2 separate regions of the Mus musculus genome follow, and region 1 is linked to region 2. Evidence: chromatin contacts called from public promoter capture Hi-C data. All regions are on one chromosome and are shown on one strand. The core of a region is the stretch at or near the end of the contact, and the rest is flanking DNA. Distances in the headings are between cores, read along the strand shown. Region 1 overlaps 2610206C17Rik (RIKEN cDNA 2610206C17 gene). Region 2 holds the start of Cemip (cell migration inducing protein, hyaluronan binding).

Region 1 (2,765 bases), core at 46-2,545, 660 kb before region 2:
CAGATGAAAGGCGTAGCCCAGATTAAGGGTGTGTTCCTTAAACTCGGAGATTCAATCTTCTGGAATCCATAGCCACTATGGCTCAAGATCTTCAAACCAAGATCCAGATAAGGATCTCCAAGCCTCCAGATAAGGGTCACTGGTGAGCCTTCCAATTCCGGATTGTAGTTCATTCCAAATATTGTCAAGTTGACAACCAGGAATAGCCACTACACCATGCTTAGAGAGCAAAGTTTCACAGCACAGAGTTTTAATTTTAGCTTTTAAGCAAAAATAACTCTTTAGAGCTAGATAGCTCAGGTTTTCTTTTGTACAGGAAGAGGATAGAAAGTGAGTTTAGGGAGAGAGAAGGGAAGGTGTCAGAATAAATTGTGGTTCATCATCTCAAATTAGTTGCATATAGACTAATCCAGAAAAGGAAAAAAGAAAGAAAGAAAGAAAGAAAGAAAGAAAGAAAGAAAGAAAGAAAGAAAGAAAGAAAGGAGGAAGGGAGAAAGAAAGAGAGAGAAAAGAAAGACAGAAAGAAAGAACGAGAGAGAGAGAAAGAGAGAAAGAAAGAAAGAAAGAGAAAGAAAGGAGGAAGGGAGAAAGAAAGAGAGAGAAAAGAAAGACAGAAAGAAAGAACGAGAGAGAGAGAAAGAGAGAGAGAAAGAAAGAAAGAAAGGGAAAGAGAGAGAAAGAAAGAAAGAAAGAGAAAGGAAGAGAGAAAGAAAGAGATAAGAAAGAAAAAGAAAGACAGAAAGAACGAGAGAGAGAACGAGAGAAAGAGAGAGAGAAAGAAAGAAAGAAAGAAAGAAAGAAAGAAAGAAAGAAAGAAGGAAGGAAGGAAGGAAGGAAGGAAAGAAAGAAAGAAAGAAAGAAAGAAAGAAAGAAAGAAAGAAAGAAAGAAAGAAAGAAAGAAAGAAAGAAAGAAAGAAAGAAAGAAAGAAAGAAAGAAAGAAAGAAAGAAAGAAAGAAAGAAAGAAAGAAAGAAAGAAACTGTCCAGGGCCAGCCTAACAGCTCTTCCTCTTCACGGGTGCCATCTCGTGTTCTCAAGTGGAAGTGCATTAGAAGAGCGCAACCTTTTCAGATCAGGGTCCTTTTCAGTAAGAATTCCTGAACGCCGGACTGGGAAATGCTTCAGGTCAACACCAAATGCTTGGTCGGGAACAAAAATCCAGAGAAGACAACTCTTCTCTGGAAACACCTGCAGGCCAGTGAGGGCTGTGTCTGCAACAAACGTCCTCCGTCACAAAGAGCTCTTTCACTGGAATTTGGGGAGGGACGGTACAGCCCTTGAATTACTCCCTCTAGTGAAGGAGACAGGAAAATGCCTGAAAATCCTATCCGCGTGTGCCAAGTTAGCTGATAGCCAGGAACACCTTGGGCGAGTTGGAAAGCTTCTCGGAGGAGATTACAGGGAGCTGACGCTTCAGCTTGTGTAGGAGTTTGCCAGGCTGGAAGCGGGCATGGATAAATGATCCAGGCATACGGATGAGGGAGGAAAGCAAACAGAATCTGGGGGGAAAAAAAAACGCCCTGTTTCAAATTGAGTAGAATGTAATCAACAAGCAGGCAGAAAGGGAGCGGGTGGAAGACTGGCAGGACAGGTCACTGAGGGTCATTCAAAGGCTCAGTAAACCCCAGCCTGTGAGCCCTGGGGCTTGAGGCAAGGCAAGTCTATTCTTTAGAAAGAGCCGCCTGGACTCGCTCAGCTCACCTCTGGCATATTTCCAAGCTCATTTGTTTCTGTTTCCTTAATAAACTATCCTTTTTCCTACTGGGAAAAAAAAAAGTGGAAAGACGGGAATGGGAGACAGAGAGGATGGGAGTGGGGAAGAGTGAGAGAGGGAGGGAGAATGGGAAATGAACATGAAAAGAATCTGTCTGCCCGCAGTAACCAGTGGTCCGTGAATGGGGAACCTCAGAAGTAAGTAGGTGAGAGACACAATGGCTCTGGTAAGAAACACTAGAGAGACATGTTAAATGCCAGATAGCCAAGGATCCTGCGGCTTGAGATGCATTCTTTCCAGGGAGCCAAGGCAGTAGGGCCGGAACATTGGCAAGGTGTGGGCTGGAGGTAGGGAGTCATGAATCTTTTTATGGCCCTGCAGTCTTGGAAGAGGTTGAACTCAGTCCTGAAGGGTGGGGGTAAAAGATAGTAAGTAGATGGGCATTGGACAGTCCTAACCCAAATCCTAGATTTTGACTTTAAGCTTCTAACAGTGGACCCTGCAATACCATGAAGAAGTGCCAAGGACTTCTTATAAAAGCCAGGTGCAGATATAACCCAAGCTTGTAAGGGTACTAAGACATTCCACTAAACCCTAGAGGGTCCCCACGCAACTTGTTTTGTCATGCCTGTGAATGAGCCAGTGTATAAAAAGCTGAATAGTAGTTTTCTTTTCCCGTGTTCTACTCCACATCTGAACATCTTGATATCTTCCCTTAGAGGCCTGGAACTTTCTGGATGCCAAAGCAAAAGAGAGTTCCCTGTTTGAGCACACACCAGGATGACACTAGGAACCAGTCAAATAATAAGTGGATAATCATCAAAAGCAATTTTGTCATTATGGGAAGTTTTCAGGGTTTTTGGTTTTTGACAGATTATCAATTAAATATAACAAAACTTCCATTCTTGTTTCCTTATTTAGTTTTTTAAAAAAATCTCACTGCTGATCATAAAAAACAGAATGAGAATTTATGCTAAACCCTAGCAAAAAAATTAAAAACTTTACCCATGGACATATAAGTAAATAAAATATTAATAATGTTTACTGTTCCA
Region 2 (2,825 bases), core at 166-2,665:
GGAGTGCTGTGCTTCCCTGGTTCCAACACATGGCCCAAAGGCTGCTGCCCAGAGGACCTAGACAGGGGCTTCCAAAGTCTCTGCCATAGACTGGCCCTAAAGCCTGCACTGAGATTCCTAAAGCTGGTGGGCACTGCCTAGAATGAAGACCCTCTCGCACAGCAGTGAGCATAGGACATTGGCAGGCAGGAAGAAATGTGTACTTGAGAACTCTCATTAACCAGAGGAGGGAGCTGAGCAATAAGTCTCAAAGAGGGACAGCATATAGAATTGCAACCAAAGCTGTCATCTTAGAATTAAAATGAAATGGAAAAAAAAATCCCCAGCACCTTTCACCCTTTTTGCCAGGGTCAGAGTGGATAGGTAGCTGGTGCTCAGGGCACCCAGTGTTGAGGAGATGCTAGATGCTCTGGGTGGGCTTACTTATTCCTATGGCAGAGGATAACTCACTGGTGGCACTGTCTTGTTTTGATCCTTGAGAACATTGTCCTGTCCAGGCACAGACTACATGCAGGATAGCAAACACTTACTATGACTTAGTACCCACAAAATCTCACTGAAATCCTCTCTCCAGGCTCATGGGAGCCCAATGGTGAAGTCCCTTGTTTATGGTCAAGTAACTGGCATGTGCAGAAAACTGACACATGTGAAGAAGTAACTCTACTATCCGTGTGTGTGTGTGTGTGTATGTGTGTGTCCCCTAAGACAGAGGTCAAGCTGCTTGGAGTGTTATTTGTTTTTGAGACCGGGTATCTCTATTTTACCCGGACTGGCCAGCAAGCCCCAACAAGCCACCTGTCTCCACCTCCCCAGCTCTGGAATTACAAATTAGGGCTATTGCCCACCCAAGGCATTTTTATGAGGATTCTGGGAACTGAACTCTGTTTTTTCAAACCTGTAAACATCTTAGCGGTCATCTCCCTAGCTTTCAAAACAAGATCTTCTCTAAGAGACCTCTAGACCTAGGCGATCCTGGATTCTGTTGCTATGTTGGCTTACAAAAAGTGTTACGGGTTTGAAATCTAACAGCCTGAACGTAGAGTGGTGGCGACTCTGTCAAAATCTCTTTTTTCTGGCTGACTGTCCCTTGGGGAGGCCACTGGATACAAGCTGCGCTTCCATCACTAAGCCCTCGGAGGTCCGCAGCTTTCGTCCTAGGCTCCAGCGCCCTCACCTGGTGGCCACGGCTTGTCCCGGCGGCGGCTCTCGGGCTCAGGTCTGCGGCTCCCGGAGCGGCCGCCAGAGCCCGCCCGGGTCCAGCCCCGCAGGCCGCCCACCGCGGTGAGTGGGAGGACGCTGCCCAGAGACAGGGGTGGGACAGGGGGGACGGGATGAGTGCGGGCGCCGGGGGCTCTGGTGGGGAGGAGTCAGGCCCGGAAGGCGACTATAAAAAGCGTCGGCTCGGGCTGGCAGCTCCGAGCTAGCTACTAAGCCAGTGAGCGCGCGGAGTCGAGCGAGGAGCGCCTTCTGCGCTGAGTGGCAGTGGTCTGGTGCTGCTGGAGCACTGTGCCGAGTGAGGTCGGAATCTGCACCCCACTTTCCGCCAGCTCCCGTCCCACTTGCTTACGCTCAGGAGCTCAACGCGTGGGATCAGATACTAGACTACGGGATGCTGCACTCCAGATCCCCGAGGCGTGGCAGGGTCTCGGTCATCAACCTGAGGTAAGAGGACCGGAGCTAGGGCGCGAGGGCTGCTTGGGTTAAGCTATGGGGAGGAGAGGAGAGACCGGATCCCACATTCTCCCCTCTGTTAGGTAGAACGTTGCCCTCCATCAGTCTGATTGTCCAGCCTATTATTCTATGCTGTCTACCACTGTCTGTCTGTCTGTCTGTCTGTCTGTCTGCCTGCCTGCCTATCCATGAATATATTGGTGGGCACACGCCTCCGCCACGGTCCTTCGTCTCTGAAATCTTTACAAATGTCAGGTGTTGGGGACACCATCGTCCAGGAATGTATTCGACGGGAGGTGGATTTCTGTTTTGCTTAGTTTGTGCCCCTGTGAATGGCACCAGATGTTCACACAAACAACAGTGTCTAATCGAAGAGAGATGGCCCCTAGGCAGGTCTCGCAAGGAGCCCGGTGCAGGGAACGCGCTTACCGTGTGGCTAATGGTGAGCTTCGCAAGACTGTACCTTGTCGCTACCACGTAGGCAAGGTCTCCTGGGTTCCCTAACCTGCCTCTGCCCTCCCAGTGATACGCTGGCACCGGGCTGGAGGAGATGATCTGATGTTAGACGACCTCGGTGGCCTCTGCTGTTATTTAAACAAACACTAAGCCTGGCAGCGCTGCAGGGACATTTGGTGGCCCCTGGCAACAGACAGCATCTGCAAGAAGGGTCTCGCTAGATTGACAGAAAAACCAAGGTCTCCATAAGGCACAAGACTGAGTTGTCCACGGTTCTCAAGCTCTCCGCTCTGGTTCGGTGACATCTCGGAATGAACCCCAGAGAATCCTTGTGCTCTTGACCGAGCGTTGTGCCGGTGTTCCCCAAGACTGGACACTCTACCCGCCCCAGGTCTGAGGTTCTCAGTCCTGCTCCGAGCAGCCAACTCTGCCCACAGGTAAGACCTTCTCTTTAAAACCAAGCTTTTGATGTGAGAGCCACGGCTTGGCTGAAGCCTGTCCAGGAGACCGTGAGCCAGGGAGTCATTTCCATCTCCGCGGTCTGGAGAGGGACCCTAAGGCGCGCCCGCGGGCGGGGAATAGGCTGCTCCGCGTGCCCAGGCTCGGCGCCACCATGGACAGCTCCCAGCTACTTCCGCCACTCGGGGCCTGTGGCCCTGAGTCTGGTGTGTTCAGGCACCTCCCTCACTGATTAAGGT

The links. Promoter capture Hi-C pulls out the DNA fragments that hold promoters and counts their contacts.
Region 1: a contact with region 2 is called in a promoter capture Hi-C map of trophoblast stem cells, with 5 times the contacts expected there. The contact joins the enhancer-like site here to the promoter of Cemip in region 2. A contact is called at or near these places in 6 of 39 promoter capture datasets (the 3T3-L1 cell line, embryonic stem cells, liver and 1 more).

Annotation. Positions count from the first base shown.
Region 1 is chr7:84,748,496-84,751,260 of GRCm38.p6, reverse strand. All of the region lies in intron 2 of 2610206C17Rik (RIKEN cDNA 2610206C17 gene), which reads right to left. Among named protein-coding and RNA genes, the nearest start is that of Zfand6, 60 kb to the right of the region's middle. Within about 2 kb of position 1,295, at least 107 of the 459 cell types and tissues checked have an H3K27ac peak or open chromatin away from gene starts, as enhancers often do. A contact at or near this core is called in liver and trophoblast stem cells, where this site is marked.
Region 2 is chr7:84,085,095-84,087,919 of GRCm38.p6, reverse strand. Cemip (cell migration inducing protein, hyaluronan binding) reads left to right here and starts at 1,415. Exons shown (of 29, transcript NM_030728.4): 1 at 1,415-1,662.